Linked DNA regions of Mus musculus: all the other regions are linked to region 2. The links are chromatin contacts, called in public Hi-C and promoter capture Hi-C maps. All regions are on one chromosome and are shown on one strand. Each heading gives the region's core, a stretch centred on a gene start, on an enhancer-like site or on the middle of the called end of the contact. The rest is flanking DNA. Distances are from core to core; before and after follow the strand shown.

Region 1 (4,713 bases), core at 1,841-4,340, 1.3 Mb after region 2:
AAATTCTAATAAGCTTTCTTTCATATAAGGAAAATAGAAATATTTATTCTCATACTGCAAATGCAGGAAACAAGGTTCCAAGAAGAAAAACATATCTTGCCCGTGATAATATGGCTGGCAAATGGCAGGGCTTAAAATGTTTAAAAAAAAAAACTTATTCATAGGCCATTGTCCTTCCTACCATGCCATATGTATCAGACATAGACCATACTTAACTTCTGCCACTTGTCATGACCACTCTTTTCTTAAGAAACTTGGAGGTAACCGTGTGCTGCACTTTATTTCCAGCATTTACACATACATACCTCTGAATTTATTTCATTTAAAAATTTCTCTACTTGCTTTACAGCCTCTACTGTTCATCATCCATCTGGTTTGAGTCTACCTGCTCTATACTAATTTTATCTGAAATAAAATTCTCCTGCATCACTATCACGTTCATTACTTGAGGGTATTAGGATTTTTTTTCAGAATATGGGAAAGGAAATAGAAATAAATAATCAAGACATGATTCTCCTGTGTAGCAATTCAAATTTGGCTTCCAGGGCTCTTTCACATATTTGTTTCAGAACCGCTATTAAGTTCTTCCTTAACTGATATAATATCTATTACTTCATATTGTATTCAAATTTCACACAATTGATTAAATCTATTTAATTCTAAATAAACTTGGGCCTTAAGTAAACTAATAACTATAGATTTGATGTTTTTATAATAAACTTTCTAGGAAGAGCTGAGACAATGACTGAAACTTAACCTGATTTTTCTTATTATGTATTTATATTATGTATTCAATCACATTTATAAAACTATATTCATTTATATCATACAAATGACTTAAAGGTGGTTTTTTTTCTCATATAAGTCATATCAAAATTACACTGAAAGGTAACACCCAAAAAGAGCAATGAAGAAAATATACCATCTCATAAAGTAATACTATAATATCTTTATATAGCAATGTTACATTTTTTTTTTTTTACTATTTCTCATCTTCTTTCCCTGTCCAAAATTCTGCTTGTTCATTGGAAGCTCAAAATCAAAGTATAATGGCCTAAATGTTTTCCTCTGAATCAGAACACGTTGCTTTGCTTTTCTGGGAATTCTGAGTTCTCACAAGAATTGAGCCCATAGGATTTGTATGCTTATCAAGGGTCTAAGATCCCTTTTTTTCTAATATCTAGAATTTTAGAACACTGTCACTGGGCACATTAATCTATTATCTACTTAATTCTAGCAACATGTTGAGAGCCTTATTCATTTTACAACTAGACAGAGAAAAGGAATAACAGTTTCTCAGAATGAAAACCCAGGAAGCCAAATGGCTGTCATTTCTCCTTCAGTTTAGTACGTATACACAAACGTATTTTGTCCACTTATTTGGCTTTAACACCTTGGAAATACTACTTTTTGTGTGTCTTTTCCTTCTCTTTAAAATACCATTGTTGCTTATAAACCGATGCCAAAGTTAATATCTAAAGTGTTTTTATTCATTCAAATCAACTTAGTACTAGGCTCTTTGATACTGACGTCTCAACAATTTCCAGCCCTGCAAATGTATGTGTGTGTGTGTGTGTGTCTCCTTGTTTCTTCACAACAGTAAAGTAGAAATATAACAGGCCCTAAAGCCAATTCAAAACTTACCTTGCAAATCTGGAAATAGTCTGAAGTCAGGCTTTCCTGAATTTCCTCTCTCGGAAGCCCTGCAGTCCCTCCTGGATGGACAGAGCCACTTCCAGCCCCACCACTGTTACTGCCACTGCTGCTACCACTGCCAGGGGAAGAGGCAGTTAAGCCATCCAAAACTTTTCGGAAATTAAACTTCTTCATTTTAAACACTGTCGAAAAATTAAAAGGAAAAGAGAAGTGGTCACAAACATGGAATTTTACGGGGCAAAAGCCTCTATCTTTTCATTAGTCAAGGCAGGAGTAGCTAGTCCCCATTTTATGAGCATTGGATGTAATCGACGGGGAAGAGGGGTTCGGGCTTCATGTCCTCAAATTTTAACTTTAAAAGGGATATCTTTATAAGATAAAGAGAACACAACTCCAAGAGCAACAGTATTCCTTCCTTCGCACATTCAGATTTTCAAGGGCTTTATCCCCAGCTGTAGCTATGCTTTATCAGCACTGGGGTAAAAATAAAAGGCCGTGTCATCATCGTCATTAGCATTATATCATCATTATTATACAATCAAACCAGAGCCCAACAGACCAAGACCCTATGGACTGTTCTGAAAGGGGGGCTTTCCTTCTTCAGGGTCAACTCATAAATTTTTATTATCGGAAAAAACGATGTTGTAGGGGAACCAGTATTTACTCTTCCACCATGTTTGGGGCTCCCCCCCACACAATCCCATCATCTTCAAAGCTTCCTTTTTCTCAATAGAAACTAGGGGACAGGAAAAAAAATGGCTTTTTTCCATCCCATATACCCAAAAACCTAGACCCCAAAACATCTGCGGTGACTCACGGCCACAGCCGACGGGAGGGGCGAGCGGGGACCGCCTGCCTCCACCTGTCCCCAGCTCCTCTCTTCTGCCCCTCTCCCGCCTCTGGTCTCCCGTGTCCCCTCCCCGCCCGGCTCCCCCTCTGCACAGCAGCGGCTCTCCGGGGGATGTGAGGCGGTGACGCCTGCGGCCCGAGTCCCGCCTCAGCCTGCGGGGCGCGCAGAGCTGGCTCTCTCGCTCCCTCCCAGCCAAGCAGGGCGCTGAGGCTACCACCGCGGGCTACGAGCCCTGGAGCCCTCACAGACAGCCGGGAAGCCACACGCACCTCAGACAGCTGCGCGGGCGCGCTCTCCCTCTTGCACAGGCACACACACACACACACACACACACACACACACACACACACACACACACACACAGGCGTGCGCACAGGTGTGAGGGCAAGCCGCGATGGGACAGCACGGGTGTCCCTGGGGACCCCAGACTTAGCACCTTCCTCAGACGCCACTAGCCGCCGGCCAGCCCGTGAGGCGGAGGGCGCGGAGGCTGCAGGCTCACAGGCGGGCGAAGGTCCAGCCCGGATCCGGCCGCTTCTCGGGTCCCTCTGGTCCTGGTGCCTGGCGCTCTCCGAGGTCCTAACCGAGCGGGCGGGTCTGTCTCAGGCTCCGCCCCCGCCGTGGGAGGTAGGCCCCGCCCCAGTCGGCCCGCACCCTCCTCCCTCCCAGACTCTCGCGCCGGGGGCGGGGCACTCTGGGCACCAGGGGGGCGGGACATCCTCTCGCCAATCACAAGCTCCACTGACCTAAGTCTTAGGGATTCCAGGCAGGAAAGAAGTTTGGGGATAGGTCAGAGAAAAAGCCAGTGACAGGAGGAGGGGATCATTTAGGAAAGTAGGTGATGTATTTGATTGACAGCCATACTAGCCAGTATGCCTTGGCGCCGTGCTTTGGGGGCTGTAATTGGTGCTACCTGTTGAAGGACGCAAGTGTGAATCAATAGAATGCTTGCAAGCTTGAGAACTTGCGCTCCGGGAGTCCCAGGCTGCAGAAAGGGTTACCTTAGGTCGTGCTCTGGACTGTATTGTGGACCCGGCTTTTGGACCGGGCTTATTTTGCAGCCTTCCCCCACCCCCCAGCACCCCTTGAATCTATTTCTGCTCACCAGGGCCAGGTGCATCTAATAGACGATCTCGCTGCCCTGCTATATGCGTTGAACGTAGATTTGTAAATAATCCCTACAAACTGTTAGTTCTCTCCATTAAGTCATCTGTACCAAAATGAATTGGTTTTCGGTGGAAATGTTGGCTTCCAAATCTTAAGGAAATGATTTGCCTACTTTATACAGCCTATGGAAATAGACCAGCGTTCCCCTTCTCCACATAGACAAATTAAATTTTTGAGGAAACATTTCTCTCAAATCATGACAAGATGCATCTTAAGCTTTTTTCTCATTTGAATCATTTTGGAAAATACTCTATTCCATACAGGAAAAAGAAACATCGCACCATTGTGAAGAAGGTGATGTAGTTCTGAGCCCTGACTGGCTTTTGGTAAAAGGCTCAAGGTCCATAACTAACTGTACACTTTAATCTAAGCAACAGGGATCATTAGAAATCGTCCCAAATATTTACTGTCCTACATCTTAGGTATGAAACACCACTTCCAGACCCATCCCTTTCTCTGTCAGAGATGAGAGGGGAGAAAGGGAAGACTTGAATGCCTTATGAATTACTCAGGCAAATAGCAAAGAAACCATGGCGATCAAATCGCGCTCAGATTTTCGGAAACTCAGCTCGGTATTCACATTCTCATTTTGAATGTTCTACTCCTTAACACTTGCAGCACTTCTTTTTGTAACCCTCTCACACTTTCACGGTCAAACCCAGATAGTGATTTTCTTAATAACCATTAAGGAGTAGAACTTTGTGCTTCTAGTTAATTTAGTACCTGGCACAGTATTTCTCTTAGAAAGAGCATTCAAAGGGCTTTAGACAATGGATTAGTTACTGGCTATAAGATAAAGATTTATGAGATGATATCTAACTTATCATGCTTGGGAGGAGTGAAAAATAAGTATGGAAACAAATTTCATATGTGTTATAAACTGGATCTTGAAGTGCTTCTAAATCCTATATCAGATACCTAACAATACCTGTCTTTTGCTGTCTCCTGTTGCCTTTTTTTTTTTTTTTTTTTTCCTTTCTGGCCCATTGTTCATTTCCAAACATCGGAGTTAATGAGAGCTAAAAGATTTTCTTCCTCTT
Region 2 (5,207 bases), core at 2,261-4,760:
GGAAGATGGGAGTGTGGCTCCCAGCACCCACATCAGCACCCATCTTGCTTTGACTCCAGCTACAGTGGATCCGGAGCTCTCTTCTGGCTTTCCCGGGACACATGGTGTGCACGCATACCTATGAGCAAGCACTTCCAGATAAAAACAAACCTTAATTTTTTTCAAAGTACCAAATTACTATTGGTCATAAGATCATCCAGAAGCTTGAGGTAAGAAAGAATGAAGGAATACTAGGTCCTGTTTTCAGCTAAGTGTAGACAAATTTCTGTCCTCCTTTAGGTCAAATAATAAAAAAGTCATATTTAGTGTCTATTTTGTTTCAGGGCATTCCCTTAATCAGTCCTTTAGTTGCTATTTAAGATGGATAATTCCGACTGTATTATAAATAGAGGCTCAAAACTTAATGGAGTACTTGGCTTAGATAGATGGTGGCTGTCCAGAGGAGAGAGCCTTGCAAGCTCTGCATCAGACCATTGTTCCCAACTGTTCCTAACTGGCGATACTTTGAAGTGGCTCCATCTCATAATCACAATTGCCATTGATTTGCATATTCTGATAGATGAATTGACTCCCTTGTTCCTAAGCATCCTTCCCCTTCTGCAGTACTAACATTCAGACAAGTGCAACACTTTAAAAGAAATTCAGGCAGTTGATTGTGAATTTAGTGACAGAAGTGAAAACAGATATTGACGTAGGAAAACTCTTTGGGGTGCAAAGTAACAGCTCTTCTGATCAGCACCATGGGTGTGACACTAGCCCAGCCTGCTCTTAAACATAGATCCTGTGCCCTTTCTCCAGAGTGTTTGTACACTTGATCTAGAATGGCTATTGATACTTTGTACTGAATGCACTCTGCCAGCCGTGGGTGAATGAATGCTTTGCACACGGTCAATTTTCAATAAATAGTGGATGAGGAGTATACACCTGTGGTAGTAATGGGTGCACAGCTGAATCCAGAATTGACAACTGTTAAAAGCAAATGTATCAACAGAGTGTTTCATTTGTAGTTACTGTTGAGGATAGAGAGAGGGTCCTGAAGTTTATGAAAAACATTTTCACACCAGGAGTCTGTGACATCAAAGCAGTAAGGAAGAGGAAAAGCTGCTGGTTTATTCTGCAAGTAGCACACACTGCAGTGCATTTGATACAAGTTTTGTTACTGTACGTCCACCTGAGGTGGGAGCCCAGTGGCTAGGCTGTTGAGGTTTCCGGTTTTCACATATTATATATATTGCAGAAGAATGCTTTTTTTATTCCTCTAGGCTTATAAAACAAATGAAAAGAAAAAGTTGGTATATTCTTTACTCTGACAGTTTCACTCCTTGTGAGGTTTACTGGCCCAGTATTTTTGTGAAAAGAACTTTAAATCAAAACAGCTTCAGTTTCTGTGAACTCTTGTTTCATATCCAATACAAAAATTGTGGACTCTATAGATTTACTACAAAGCTTGAATGATTTTTTGTCTACTATTCACCTCCGTATGGGTGTGTGTGTGTGTGTGTGTTTGTGTGTGTGTGTGTGACAGTATTTTTAGGTGAGGTTCTCATGAAGCCCAGGCTAGCTTTAACTCCTTTGTAGCTGTTAAGTTTGAACTGGCCCCCCATGCTTCCAATGCGGAGTGGTGAAATTATAGGTAGGCACCACCACACGCAACTCTTGAGTGCTGCTGAGAGCCGAATTTGCAGCTTTGAGAATTTTAGGCAAATATTCTGCTTTTTGATCCATAATTCCAACTTGACCCACATTTGAAAATTACAGAGTATACATGCTCGTTTGTGATTGCAGTGTTTGCAGAGTGTTTACACATCTCTACCCATATTCCCTTAGCCCAAGCAAGTCAGTGAAGTCCAGAACAGGGACTGTAATAAGGAACACTGGCTTTCAACAATTTGAACTATGTAGGTAAGGAGAAATAAAACACAAAAGACCAGTGTTGAGGACAAAATAGTGCAGGGCTCGGGGGGAGTGGTGTGGGCAGCAAGCTATAAGCATGTGGTTTTACAAGGATAGCACGATATGTGTGTGTGTGTGTGTGCGTGCGCGCGCGCGCGCGGGAGCGCAGCTTTTTAAAGCTACTCAGTTACAGGCGGTGCTCAGTCCTTCCTGTTTAGTCTGAATAGGTTTTCCAGATTGGGTAGAGGCTTGGGAACTGGATTTCTACTCCCAAAAGCTGCTTTGAGGAAACCAGTTAAAACAGTCCAGATAGGAGTAATCTTCGAAGACCATATAAGTCTGGCACATGTTTCTTTTTTTTTTTTTAAATGGTTTTTTAAAGGAGAAACAGATTTTTGATTTTTTTTTTTTTCAGTGAACAAAGCAAAACCTAGAGGTCCCCTTACGCGAAGGGTAGCTTGTTGTAAAAGGAAGAAATGCGGGCTGGTGAGATGGCTCAGTGGTTGAGAGCACCCGGAGTTCAAATCCCAGCAACCATATGGTGGCTCACAACCATCTGTAAGAAGATCTGATGCCCTCTTCTGTAGTGTCTGAAGACAGCTACAGTGTACTTACATATTATAAATAAATCTTTTTTTTTTTTTTTTTTAAAGGAAGACATGCTACTGCTTAGGAGCTCAGGATCCTGCTCTGCTTGCTGCCATTTAGGATTACTATTTCCTGGTGAACACTGTCACCAAATCTCCTTCCTGAGAGCTAAGCAGATCCTAGTAATTTGTTAGGACAGTTTGTTAATATTAGACCATGAGTAACGACAAACAGTTTTACTTACAGCCTTTTCTTTTTGGGAGTCCCCAATGCTATTTATACACAAGGTATCCTACACATCAAAAAGTGCGTTTTACCCTTCAAAGTTCAAGTCATGTCTTAATCCTACCAACGTACCAAGTCTGCGCATCTTTTGTCCCTCGTGCTTGTGTGTGTAGTGAACTAAAGGTCCATCACCATCCTGGTTTAGCTCCTAGGTTGTACCCATTATATCCTTTTGGTTTTCTAGTCATTAGAAAAATATATATTTACTTGAAATAAAGCCTAAAATTTGTTATTCAATGTGCTTTAGGTGAGTTAATAAAAATGGAAAGTTTTTGAATTGATGATATAATCTCTATATCAGAAGTCACCGTAGTCCAGGCTTCAGATGTAGTTCAGTGGTTAAGATCATTGGCAGTTCTCCAGAGGACCTTCCAGCACCTACAGGCAGCTCACAACCATCTGTAACTCCATTTCCAGGATGATGGGACTCCTGACCCTGAGGGTAGGTATTGCATTCGCAAAGTACACACACAGGCAGCTATTATTATTATAATCTTGGCAGCTAAACTCAGTCGGGGTGGGTGTGGACAGAGGTACCCTCAATATGCACAGCCTTCATGAAGTGCCTGCTGCGCCCTTTCCTGCACCCAGCTCTCTCAGGGAAAAAAACCGGGTTCAGTGTCAACTTCCTGTCCTGGAGAACCGGAAGAAAATGCATGTCTCCTTCGGCGCGTGCGCAGCCTGGCAGGATGCGTACCTAGCGTCGTCCTGGGCTCTACTTGAGCCTCTCATAAATCCTGTTTTGTGTGACGTCATCTGTTGCTTGAGGTTCCCAGACATTTTGGAGCTGCGGAGGGCGTGGAAGAGGAAAGGTGCAGCCCCGAACCCCCGCGGATCGGCCTAGTCCTTTGACAGCATCTGACACGAGTACGGATCCCAGGATCACTGTGATCCGTGATGCTATAGAAGAAAGCAAGACGGGGAGTGGTTCAAACTTCGTTGCTGACTGGGAACGGACCTTATAGAGGAGCCCATGTTACAATCAAAACCATCCGCCTTCCAACCGCAAGTTTTAACTTCTGTAAGTTTCAGGGCGGGAAGCCCGCGCAAATTATAGAGCCGGATCTATGGCGACCGAGCATCTGCCAGCAGAGAGAGCACAGTCACTTCTCTCTGCCCCCCGGCGCGAGGAAGAGCCGCAGAAACCCAACTATGCTCTCAGACTTACTCTTGCGGGGCACTCGGCGGCCATATCATCAGTTAAATTTAGTCCTAATGGCGAATGGCTAGCGAGTTCTGCAGCTGATGCACTAATTATAATTTGGGGAGCATACGATGGGAATTGTAAGAAAACACTCTATGGTCACAGTCTGGAAATATCAGATGTTGCCTGGTCTTCAGATTCTAGTCGTCTAGTTTCAGCCTCAGATGATAAGACTCTAAAGGTATGGGATATGAGATCTGGAAAATGTCTGAAAACACTGAAGGGGCACAGCGATTTCGTCTTCTGTTGTGACTTCAACCCACCATCCAACCTCATCGTTTCGGGCTCTTTTGATGAGAGTGTGAAAATATGGGAAGTAAAAACAGGAAAATGCCTCAAGACTTTGTCTGCACATTCGGACCCCATTTCTGCCGTAAATTTTAATTGTAATGGGTCCTTGATAGTGTCCGGGAGCTATGATGGGCTTTGTAGAATTTGGGATGCTGCGTCAGGCCAGTGTTTAAGGACACTTGCTGATGAAGGCAACCCTCCAGTGTCTTTTGTAAAATTTTCTCCAAATGGTAAATACATTCTCACTGCAACTTTGGACAATACTCTTAAACTGTGGGATTACAGCAGGGGCAGATGCCTGAAGACATACACTGGTCATAAGAATGAGAAATACTGCCTATTTGCCAGTTTCTCGGTTACTGGTAGAAAGTGGGTTGTGTCTGGTTCAGAGGACAACATGGTTTACATCTGGAATCTTCAGACTAAAGAGATTGTACAGAGGTTGCAAGGTCACACAGATGTGGTGATCTCAGCAGCCTGTCACCCTACAAAAAACATCATCGCATCAGCAGCACTAGAAAATGACAAGACAATTAAAGTGTGGTCGAGTGACTGCTGAAGTCTCTGGCAGGCGATGAGGAAAGCCAAGTTAGACACAAAATCCAAAGGATGGTCTCTCTGGATTCTGGCAAAGCTTAAACTGTCCTTGAGTCTGAATCATCTTACTTTGCAAAGTGAGACCCTTGTAAAAACAGGTCTAGGACTTAGGGCTTGTGAATCCTAGTCTTGAGGCCTGCTAGGAATCTCCTGTGCTCACCCCTGGACAGAGCCTCATTCTTTCACTGGCTTTCCCAGGGGGGTAAGGTTTTTGGAATATCTGGAAAGGTGACACAACAGGATGACCCAGGGGAGGAGGGACGTGTAGCCTCTGGTTTGGGAGGTCATTAAGGGCAGTGACATTAGGGAGGCAATGAGAGGATTGGAGACATTTTACATGTCACTTGTA
Region 3 (5,482 bases), core at 2,436-4,935, 1.8 Mb after region 2:
AATAAAATTAAATGTCAAGTTCCTGATAAATGAAGATGCTTAATAGATGTTAGTCTGCTTTTAATTAAAATCGTTTATAAATAGACTGCTACTCAGAAGCTGAGGCGCTGTGGGGACTGGAGATACAATCAAAAAGGAAGACGTTCCTCTCAGCTCCTCTCAGCTCCTCTCAAGGACCTTTCCAGCCAACCTAATCACTAAAAAGAAGATAGAGATAGAGATAGAGAGAGAGAGAGAGAGAGAGAGAGAGAGAGAGAACCAACCAGCAAGTCAGATGCACTAGTCCACTCAGTAAAAATTATCTGAAAGAAATTACACCTGCAAAAATGCACAGAGATCACCATGTAAAGGGAAAGAAATCACACTTGGGAAGACAAATGTCCCATATTTTCTTGCATACATTAATATAGATTTTAAAATCTATCTCGCTCCATATGTAGAAAATATACATGTATAGGTGTGTGTGTGTGTGTGGTGTGGTGTGTGTGGTGTGGTGTGGTGTGGTGTAGTGTGTGTGTGTGTGTGTGTGTGGTATGGTGTAGTATGTGTGTGTGTGTGTGGTGTGGTGGTGGTGTGTGTGTGTGTGTGTGTGGTGTGGTGTGGTGTGTGTGTGTGGTGTGGTGTAGTATGTGTGTGTGTGTGTGTGTGTGTGTGTGTGGTGTGGTGTGTGTGTGGTGTGGTGTAGTGTGTGTGTGTGTGTGTGGTGTGGTGTGTGTGTGTGGTGTGATGTGGTATGTGTGTGTGTGGTGTGGTGTAGTATGTGTGTGTGTGTGTGTGTATGTGTGTGTGTGTGTGTGTGGTGTGGTGTGTGTGTGTGGTGTGGTGTAGTGTGTGTGTGTGTGTGTGTGTATGTGTGTGTGTGTGTGTGTGGTGTGGTGTGTGTGTGTGGTGTGGTGTAGTGTGTGTGTGTGTGTGTGTGTGTGTATGTGTGTGTGTGTGGTGTGGTGTGTGTGTGGTGTGGTGTGGTATGTGTGTGTGTGGTGTGGTGTAGTGTGTGTGTGTGTGTGTGTGTGTGTGTGTGTGTGTGTGTGTGGTGTGTACGTGTGTGTGTGTGTGTGTGTGTGGTGTGGTGTGTGTGTGGTGTGGTGTAGTGTGTGTGTGTGTGTGTGTGTGTGTGTGTGTGTGTGTGGTGTGTACGTGTGTTGTGGTATGTGTGTGTATGTGCAGAAAAGGGACTGAGTGGAAGGAAGAAGGGGTTGGTTTGACAGGAAGGGGTAAGGAGAAGAGAACAAACACTGCATCCTCATATGCAGGACGTCTGTGTACATAATATGAAAGCAGGTCTGGCGGGAAGGGCTGGGTGGCAAGGGAGAGTGAGGGTGGATTGAAGAGGCAAAGCCACAATGATACGCATGTATAAGCAAGCTGTGAAGAACCACGTGACTTATTACACTTGCATAAAAAGTAATTATAGCCGGGCGTGGTGGCGCACACCTTTAATCCCAGCACTAGGGAGGCAGAGGCAGGCGGATTTCTAAGTTCAAAGCCAGCCTGGTCTACAGAGTGAGTTCCAGGACAGCCAGGGCTACACAGAGAAACCCTGTCTCCAAAAACCACACATTAAAAAAAATTTAATTATAAACAAATCGTGCCTGCAGTGAATGGTAGGGAGTTGAATATAAGGGCATGCACTAAAAAATGAAAATGAAGAGCTTTTCTTTACATGGGAGCCCATTCTGGTTGAGGAGATACACTGTTTACGTTGATATTGATCGTTTTCTTGTTATAGCTTCAAAAATAATACCATGTTCAACTTTTACAAGACAGTTTCTGTTCGACGATCTGCTTCCATCTAGCCTAAATTCAACAAACAGATATCGATAGCACAAATCTTTATTAAAATAGGTCATACTACAGCTCTTCAAGCAGTAGACTCTAAATTTTGTCAGTTTGCCCATTTCTTTGCTACAGCTCCATTTTCTACCCTCTTTCCTTCACTGTTTATTTAAAAAGGAGTTTCTGCCCCACTTAGGACTTTCTGCATAGCTTCAGATTCTATTATTGAGATCATCTTTCCCCTACTACCTGATGTTTACACAGGCTAGCTCTTTTTCTCAATCATGTTTTGTTTTTTTCCCTCGTTTGACATTGCTACTGCTTGTTGTTTTACCAAGAGTACACATTTTTAAAGCATTAAGTATTCTTGATCACAGTAGGGCTTCTTCTAGAATATTAGGTTGATCTGAAATAAGGTCCATTTTAAAAAAGGAACTTCCAAATCAGATGTCTTCAAGACACTTGCAGATTTTATTTTATTTTTTAGACATGGTTTCTTTTTTTTTGTTACCCTGACAGTCCTAAAACTATGTAGATCAGGCTGGTACTCACAGAGACACTCCCACCTCTGCCTCCTGAATGTTGGGATTAAAAGCAGGTACTACTATGTCTGGCACATATTTTTTAAATTCCACTCATAGATTGTTTAAACTAACAAACATGACAACTCAATCATAAAGCTTAGCTGTGAAGTAGCATGAAGTCTCTCATCTGCACAACTGAGTAGATGAGGTTATGATTTTTAGGAAAAAAAGCAATTTAATCCCACTGGTTATCACATAACCTTTTAACTTTCTTGTATTTAAGCTCGGTAAGAAACTAAGCTTTTCTCTTATTTCCACTAATGACTTTAAAATTACAAAACGAAATCTCAGAAAAGATTGACATTGAAATGGGATCAGGATGAAAATAAATCTACTGGAATTAGTGAATTAGAGCTAGAGTCAAGACTTTCCCAGTTAAATTCTATCTAGTTCTCACTTGCAGAGTGCTTTGAACGCTTTCTCCATCTGAGCTCAGTGTAAGCTAGATCTAATAAAGGGGGCTCCTATATCCAACTCCCAAGCGCATTCCCATGCCCAAGGGACCAAAGCCCACAGGAGTGATTCTGTGATTGACGTGGACAAAGTTCTTATTGGACACACAATACTTTTACAATGGTGCTTTTTGTTGTTGTTTTGGGGTTTGTTTTTTTTCCAAACAAGGTTTCACTGTATAGCTGTGGCTGTCTTGGCTCGCTCGCGTTAGACAATGCTTTAAGAAACAACAGGCAATCAGGGAAGGGAAGGTCTTCAAGCATGCTTTCCAGCTGGGGCGACAGCCATCTCCGACTTTGGCTTTAGCTTCGAAGAGGCCTTTGTTCTTCACCGTGTAGCCCTGGCTAGCCTGGGCTATGTAGGTCAGGCGGGCCTCAGACTCAGTACGGCTGCCTCTGCATTTCAGAGCGGGGACGAGAGGCGTGGGGCCACCAAGCACGTTCTCCTGAAGACATTAAATTCTCAGGCTACGTCCCCGTCATGGCTACTCTCTCTGGATCCCGCAAAAATGGGGGGGCCCCGGCCTCAAGTGAGAACAAAGGAGGCGGCGCCCCGTGACGCGCAGGCCCCCGGGCGGGATCAACAGCCCCGGAGCTGTTTACTCTGGCGGCCAAGGCCACCACCGGGTGCCACACTATAAAGGGCGAGCTGCCCGCTCCGGGGAGCCTCAGGCCTCCGGCTCGCCCACCGAGCCCCGCGACGCCCGGGCGAGCACAGCTCCCTCACACGGTTCCCGGGAGCGCCAGGCCTCGGCTCCTGCGCAGCGGACGCCGCGCCGTGCGCCACGTGAGGCGGAGCCCGGCCCCCGGAGCGGCGCGCGCACCCGGCGCCGACCATCGCGTGACTCGGAGGGCGCGCGGGGGTGAGCGCCCGGGCCGTACCGGGCCGCGCCGCGCCACTTCCGACGCGGCGCTCGCTTTAGGTTCCGGGGCGCGCCGCCTCGGCTCGCGGGCCCGGGATCCGGCGGGATGGAGGAGGCCGCGCTCGGGGAGGCCGAACTCAACTGGTCCCGCCTCAGCGTGTCGGCCGAGGCGTTGGAGTCGGAGCTGGAGGCGCGCGCCGAGGAGCGGCGCGGCGCGCGCGAGGCTCTCCTGCGGCTGCTGCTGCCCTACAACCGCCTGACGTCGCTGCCGCGGGCGTTGGGCGGCGGCTTCCCGCACCTCCAGCTCCTGGACGTGAGCGGCAACTCGCTCACGGCGCTGGGGCCCGAGCTGCTGACGCTGAGCGGCCTGCGCACGCTGCTGGCCAGGAACAACCGGCTCGGCGGCCCGGGCTCGCTGCCCAAGGGCCTGGCCCAGTCGCCGCTCTGCCGCAGCCTCCAAGTGCTCAACCTCAGCGGCAACTGCTTCCAGGAGCTGCCCGCCTCGCTGCTGGAGCTGCGCGCCCTTCAGACCCTCAGCCTGGGCGGCAACCAGCTGCAGAGCATCCCCGCCGAGATCGAGAACTTGCGGAGGTGAGCGGCGGCGAGTCCCGGGGGTGGGGAGCGGGGCGGTGGCCCGAGCTCCGTGGCACCGGGTTGGAGGGGGAGGGGGACTAGGCGAGCCATTGTCACCCGTAGCGTCTGACCAAGGGTGGGTGGGTGGGTGGTAGCCTTTGGGTTGTGTTTGGCCTGCCGCAGGTCTTCGACGCCCCCCGCGCCCCCCAATGAACTCTGGAATTCATTGTGGAGACCATGCTAACCTCAAGCTCACAGAGCTCCGCCTGCCTCTACCTCCCAAATCTGGGGCTAAAAGACATGCGCCACTAAGCCGGACTTCGCCTTCTTTCTTGAGTCTAGACAGGGAGTCAAAAGGGCTCCCGTTAACAGAGGTTGGCGATTTCTTACTGGTTAAGTCTTCCGAGACTTTCCATGCGTTTGCATCAAAGTGGCATTTAACGTGGCGTAGGAGGTGCTGACCTACTTCCTTGGTTTTTATTTCCAGTTCCCCTCTTTTCCCGATACCCAAAGTACCATTTGTGGAGTCAGTGAGCCTTGCACACACACACACACCCAGAAAGGCAGCTTCACTAAATTGTGGGGTTGGGGTTGGGTACAAAAAAAAAAAACAAAAAAACCCAAAAACAACAACAACAAAAAAAAACCACGCTGCGCTTCCTTTGACCCTGAGGAACTATTCACATTTCAAAATTTTATCTTAGGAGTCTTTTCTGTAATTCTAAAAAAAAAAAAAAAAAAAAAAAAAAAAAAAAAAAAAACTGTTCCCAGGACAATTAGAGCCAAATTACTTCCTCTGTGTGTCACACATCATACCATTGTATCTGTGTTACTGTATGTTACTGAATGTGATTCCTTCTTTACAGGAACTGTCTGTCCTATCTCCTAGTGGCTTAGTCAGTAGTGTACTGGAGTGAGGAGGTGCAGAGAGGATAATAGAAGTGCTCTAATGTGCCCTGCAGGGGAGTCAAAGCAAAACAAGAAAGCATCTTCCACTTGTTAAATATTTTTCCTCTCTTTTAATTGGTTAGCCAAGATAAAAGAATGTGGAGCCAGAAAGAACCTTCGAGTTAACAGGGAAAACATTGACCCAGGAATAAGACTTTTTCTTCACATCTCACCCTTCTGCTGGTCACTTAGCACTTCCTGTTTGCCAAATGAGGCATCTGGACACAGTGTCCCTTAATTTGCTCCTCGATAGATGTTTACACAGTACTTGATGTGTCCCAACATT
Region 4 (5,431 bases), core at 20-2,519, 1.0 Mb before region 2:
TCCCAAGTGCTGGGATTAAAGGCCTGAGCCACCACCGTCCAGCTCAAACTTACTTCTTTTTACAGCTTGTTCTCCCAAGCAATCTGAATGCTCCTTTTACCTTCCTTTAAAACCAAATGTTCTACCCAACACATTTCACTAACTCTAAAATATTCTGAGAATTCAATGTTCCTCACTTCAACTATTATCACACTGGCTTAAATCACTATCATTGTGACCTGGATCATTGTAATAATTTTCTGATACCACTTTTCACCAGCTAATTCATATCGATTCATTCCTGGATCCTTCTGTGTAATCTCTTGAAGACTGACGACGTTTGTTTCTTTCATTTATTTTGAAATATGTATATTTTCCAATACAACCTTGTATATGCTCCACAAGTACTTCTTGGAATCAATACATATTTTATTACATTACATAAATGCCAGTATATTTATGAACACTGATAGTAAGGTACTTTTTATGAAGAAAGTACTAAAAAAAGAAATGAGTGGGGTCAGCAGATTAAAGGAGCTTTCAGAAGTTATTTCTGATCTAACTCAGTAGAAGTATTTCCCTCCCACCTAGCCCATAACCTGTAGGTATAAACAACTCTTTACTGCCTTACAAGGTCCACCACTAACCACTGATTGACCTTAATCCTCTTTAATAAAAAGCAGGCCTACAAATGGAGAAAAACTGGCTAACCTTTAGAGACTGTTGGGAGTGTCCAAGAGAGCAGGTTTAAAAAAAAAAAAATCCAAAGACAGGGAAGAAATTGTTGAAGGCTATTTCCCCGAGTTGGCTACAATTAGAAGAGAAAGATAATATGTTACAAAAATGCTGGTTCCTTCTGCTCTCTGAACAGGACACACAGCTTAACTGACGTCAATCACCCTCTAGCTACTTGGGCAACTGTGTACAGGGGTAAAGATACCTGGTACCTGGTAGAGGCTAAAGTTACCGAGGACCAGGACATATCATTTGGATCCAGCAGGAAGAGATGGTCATAAGATAGCAAATGACCAGAGACAAATTATCCGTAAGAACAGGCCTGACAAGTGAGGCCCAGGTTCACATTAACCTGATCAAACCTGGCGCTGGATGCCCACACGGATTGTGCGCCGGAAGTTGGGAGGAAATTACCCCTATCCAAGATGGCGGCTACGGAGACGAGCGCCTGGAGCGTCTTTGCCCTCATCCAAGATGGCGGCCCCCGTGGGCGCTGTCCCGGCTCCGCCCCGTGCCGCGGCCCCGCCTCTCCCTCGTCCCTTCCTCCGCCCCCTCGTAGAGCCCAGTTGGGTCTGAGGTGCAGGCGCGAGGGGAGCGGGGTTGCGGGCGCTTGACATGGCGGCAGCGGCGGCGACTGCAGCGACCAAGGGGAATGGGGGCGGCAGTGGCCGAGTCGGGGCTGGCGACAGCAGCGGCGCGCGGAAGAAGAAGGGCCCCGGGCCTGTGGCCACGGCGTACCTGGTCATCTACAATGTGGTGATGACGGCGGGGTGAGGCTGGAGCTCCCTCCCCGGGGAGGCGGGGAGCGAGCTCTGTGACCGGCGGGGTCGGACCCGCAGCCCGGGGCGGCCGCGGGGCGAGCATGGGGCAGGCTGGCCGCAGAGCTGCCTGGTCAGGGCCGCGGCGGGGCGAGCGGGCGGGCGGGCGAGCGGGCGGGCCACAGGTGCGGCGCGGCGCGGCGCGGAGGCCAGCCCCGGGCGGCCGGTCAGCACTTCCCCAGCCCGGCGAGGAAGCCCGCCTGGCTGCGGAGATCATTCATTTAGGCGGCCGCTTTCAAAACCCAGGCGGGAGCGTTCGTCTGGGAGGCGGTAGGAACGTGGTCGAAGTTTTCCGCCAGCCGCCCGAGCCGGAGCGGTCCGAGACCGGGGCGGAGACTTTGGAGGGGGATTACTTAGATTTTCTTGGGGCAAGTTGAGATAGGGAGAGAATCGACTCTGGGGATGGTGTCTACCCCATTTCAAGTCTGTCTCTTCATAGCAGGGCTTTTAGTTCCAGTTCTCACACAACTCGCCCTGGGACTTTGAAGAAACCTGCTTCTTTCTCTGGGTCTCTAGTGGGTTTGGTTTTTTTTTTTTTTTGTTTGTTTTTGTTTTTTTGTTTCCCCCCCAGTTAGGTAGAGTTGGGCTAGGTGAATCCAGTTTCGCAATCCGGTGGTTTTGGTGAGCTGGATCACCATATAAATTTAAATTGTCAGGAAATTCCTAAGTCGTAAAACTTCTTAGGTGCAATTTCTCCTGCCTTCTGTTCTCCCTTCCCTTTTCTCTTTCTTTTCCCGTTTTTTTTTTTTTTTTTTTTTTTTTTCTTTTTTCTTTTTGACCAGAACTCATTATGTAGTCCTGGCTCGCCTGGAACTTGTGATTCTCCTGCCTCAATCTTGTGACTGTTGGAATCAGGGGCCTGTGCCACACCACTCTTGACTCCCTAGCAAGCATTCATCCGTTTGTTTACTGGTGCTGGCGATTGAACTTAGGGCCTCACACTTGCTTGTACTCTACTACTGTGCTAGCACTATGGCTTTTTTTTTTTTTTTGTAAGACTTTCAAGTATACAGAAAAAATTTAAAACTGTATTTTGAAAATCCATTCTTAATTATCTTTTACAGTAGGAAATACGTTGGCAGGGATCAAAACTTAAAATATACACAAAATGCATATATACGGTGAAACCCTGTTTCAAATCACTTTACTTGAATCAGCTAATTTTGTATGTTCCTCAGATGCTGGTATTAGCACAGGCCAATAATACACACTTGCACAAACGTTGTAAGCCTAAAGAAATTATGTTGCTTTTTAATGAAGAAATAGGCTTGGAGGGTGGTAGGCTGATTGTTAGTATTGCAGATAGGAGGTGTTGAAACAACATGCCCTCAGGCTGGGCATGGTGGATCTCTGAGTTAAAGAACAGCCTGGTCTCCAGAGCAAGTTTCAGGATAGCCAGGGCTACACAGTGTAATCCTGTCTCAAAGAAAAACAAAACCAAAAAGACAAAAAAGAAAAAGAAAAGAAAGGAACACAGGCTTGCATGTGATTATACAAGTTCTCAAAATCCCTGGATCTAAACTTAAGTCAATAAAGAACTATTGCAGCTACAAGTTGTTGTTCTCATAAATGTCCCCAGATTATTATTTTTTTAGGAGAACATTTAGAACTCTCTCTATACACATATATGTACGATTCCTGTTCTAGCAAAGATGTTGGTAGAAGCATTGTATTGAAGAGCGATGTCACAGTCCTCTAATGAGGAAAGACCTCCTTTCTGGGCGATGAACACAAGAATGAGGAGTAGGGTCTTACTTATGTATGTATGGGAGTATTCTGTTGCTGTCTTCAGACCCACCAGAAGAGGGCATCAGGTCTCATTCCAGGTGGCTGCGGGCCACCATGTGGCTGCTGGGAACTGAACTCTGGAAGAGCAGGTCAGTGCTCTTAACCACTGAGTCATCTCTCCAGCCCAGAAATCGGAATTTTGAGAGGGAAGTTAATGCTTTAATCAACTTGAACATTAATTTGTTACTGCCCATGCTGGCCAGTTAAGCTAGTAAGGAATTTATTTCTTCTGTTATAAACCCTTATTTAATGTCCCTCTATGATAGTTTGTAGGTGTAGAACATATATACTGTTGCCTAGTTGAGTGTGTACATTTAGTTGAATCTGCTCTTTCTGAGATGGGCCTTAATGACCAGGTTCCATTTGCTTCCTTATAAAATTTAACAGGAAGCCACAAGGCCTAATATTAATTTTTTGAGGAGGAAGGTCAAGCAGAAAGGTAAGACCCACAACTGGATGTCCTGGTGCTTTCTGGTTTCGTGGGTTTCTAATCAATACACTTATTGATCTCTTCTCATTTGGTCTTGAGAAATTGAAAACTATCCATTTTCAAAGGCAACTTTTATTCATATTTTGTATGTAATTTAAATAAGATCACGATATACGGACCTGTCCCACTGAGGCACTTGTATAAAATAGTTTAAAGTATTTTTCCCGTCTAAATATTATTAAAGACCCTTTAACAGCATAAATCAATTAAAATTGAGCCCCTCGTTCCATTAGACTTTCTGGGACCTGATTTCACTGCACAAAGACCATAATAACTTATTCCCTTTGCATTGGCCTTGTTCTCAGCAGACAGGTTTATCAGAGAGCCGAGTTCTAGACAAGTGAGCTGCCACCACGTAATTTTATTTTACAGGATGTTGTAGGTAGTGTAACACTTATTTGTGCTACAGTGTGGTCTTTGTGAAGGACAGTGATTTTTATACCACACTTGAAATAATCCACATGCAAAAAAGGAAGGTTTGTTTTGGTGCAAAGTTTGGTGATTGCGTCCCACAGTTGAGGGCCTCCTTACACTGGGTCAGTGACACAGCAGGAACAGAACTGTTCACCTCATGACCATGCCACAGAAGAGGGAAGGAAAGAGGCCCAGGGTCCCAGAGGCTCTGTCAGGGCATGTCCCTGATGACTTAAATACATCTCACTAGGTCTCAGCTCTTAACGGTGCCACCTCACAATAATGTTACTCGGCACCATGCCCTTCATGTGGGCAGCACACCACAGCACTTGGTAAATCTCGGGTCTTTTTCAATCTTTTGAACATGCTCTGCTATTCCTATGTCTTTATTGTCTTGAGTCCAGCGTACTCTTGCTTTCCTCTTCTAATTGTACTTTGTTTTTTACTAGGTGGCTGGTGATAGCAGTTGGGCTGGTGAGAGCATACCTGGCTAAGGGGAGCTACCATAGCCTTTATTATTCAATAGAAAGGCCTTTGAAGTTCTTCCAGACAGGAGCCTTACTGGAGGTACGTTTGAGATTTTTGTCACTAATTCCAAATGTTATAAGTAGAAAATATGATACTTATAACCATTACTAAGTATGATAAAATATGCTGAAATAGCCCTATCCTTATTGGATTTGCTTTAAATTTGGAAATTTTGTTTTATGAAATTGATGGTCTTTGAAATATGAAGGAAAAAAGTTAAAATTCCATTTAATGTATTGCTTGGAATATGTTTTATCTCCAGCTTTAAAGGAAATCAAATGATGCAAACTTCTTTTAGAATTTTGAGAGATTCTAGAAGTGCCCTGGTAAGGTGTTGACAGGCTCAGATACTTTCAGGGTCCATATAGCAGGAACGGTGAGCATATTTGGTGGAGGTGGTGTATTGATGATAATAGACAGGAGATTGAGCTGAACCTGCCTGAGGCATCCACATTATTGAAGGCTTTGGAAAGACACTAGAGATTCGCAGTGAGTTTGGTGGTTCCGTGCTTGCCTCGGTCCTCTTTCCTGAGTCAGTGTAGTTTGCGTTGTAAGTGCAGCTGAGAGAAATCCAACTCAAACAATTTTAGGAATAAAGGGATGTCTTGGTCAGGGTTTCTATTCCTGCACAAACATATGACCAAGAAGCAATTTGGGGAGGAAAGGGTTTATTTAGCTT

Evidence for each region. Promoter capture Hi-C pulls out the DNA fragments that hold promoters and counts their contacts. A called contact is a pair of places that touch in the nucleus more often than the background predicts.
Region 1: a contact with region 2 is called in a promoter capture Hi-C map of liver, with 2.7 times the contacts expected there. The contact joins the promoter of Stxbp5l here to the promoter of Wdr5b in region 2. A contact is called at or near these places in 2 of 39 promoter capture datasets (hippocampal neurons and liver).
Region 3: a promoter capture Hi-C map of pre-B cells shows a contact between it and region 2, with 5 times the contacts expected there. The contact joins the promoter of Lrrc58 here to the promoter of Wdr5b in region 2. A contact is called at or near these places in 2 of 39 promoter capture datasets (liver and pre-B cells) and 1 of 484 Hi-C or Micro-C datasets (B cells).
Region 4: a Hi-C map of CD8 T cells shows a contact between it and region 2, with 7 times the contacts expected there. The contact joins the promoter of Hacd2 here to the promoter of Wdr5b in region 2. A contact is called at or near these places in 2 of 39 promoter capture datasets (hippocampal neurons and pre-B cells), 1 of 484 Hi-C or Micro-C datasets (CD8 T cells) and 1 of 115 datasets of contacts at active chromatin or transcription factors (astrocytes).

Annotation. Positions count from the first base shown.
Region 1 is chr16:37,381,868-37,386,580 of GRCm38.p6, forward strand. It overlaps Stxbp5l (syntaxin binding protein 5-like), which reads right to left and starts at 3,091. Exons shown (of 28, transcript NM_172440.3): 1 at 2,943-3,091; 2 at 1,645-1,838. The coding sequence starts at 1,830.
Region 2 is chr16:36,037,680-36,042,886 of GRCm38.p6, forward strand. It overlaps Wdr5b (WD repeat domain 5B), which reads left to right and starts at 3,511. Exons shown (of 1, transcript NM_027113.2): 1 at 3,511-5,207. The coding sequence starts at 3,834. The coding sequence ends at 4,820.
Region 3 is chr16:37,864,715-37,870,196 of GRCm38.p6, forward strand. Lrrc58 (leucine rich repeat containing 58) reads left to right here and starts at 3,686. Exons shown (of 4, transcript NM_177093.3): 1 at 3,686-4,266. The coding sequence starts at 3,782. It also overlaps a transcript of Gm36028 not described here.
Region 4 is chr16:35,021,152-35,026,582 of GRCm38.p6, forward strand. Hacd2 (3-hydroxyacyl-CoA dehydratase 2) reads left to right here and starts at 1,270. Exons shown (of 7, transcript NM_023587.2): 1 at 1,270-1,484; 2 at 4,674-4,791. The coding sequence starts at 1,330. It overlaps LOC105246106 (a long non-coding RNA gene), which reads right to left and starts at 1,194. Exons shown (of 5, transcript XR_876048.3): 1 at 920-1,194; 2 at 691-787.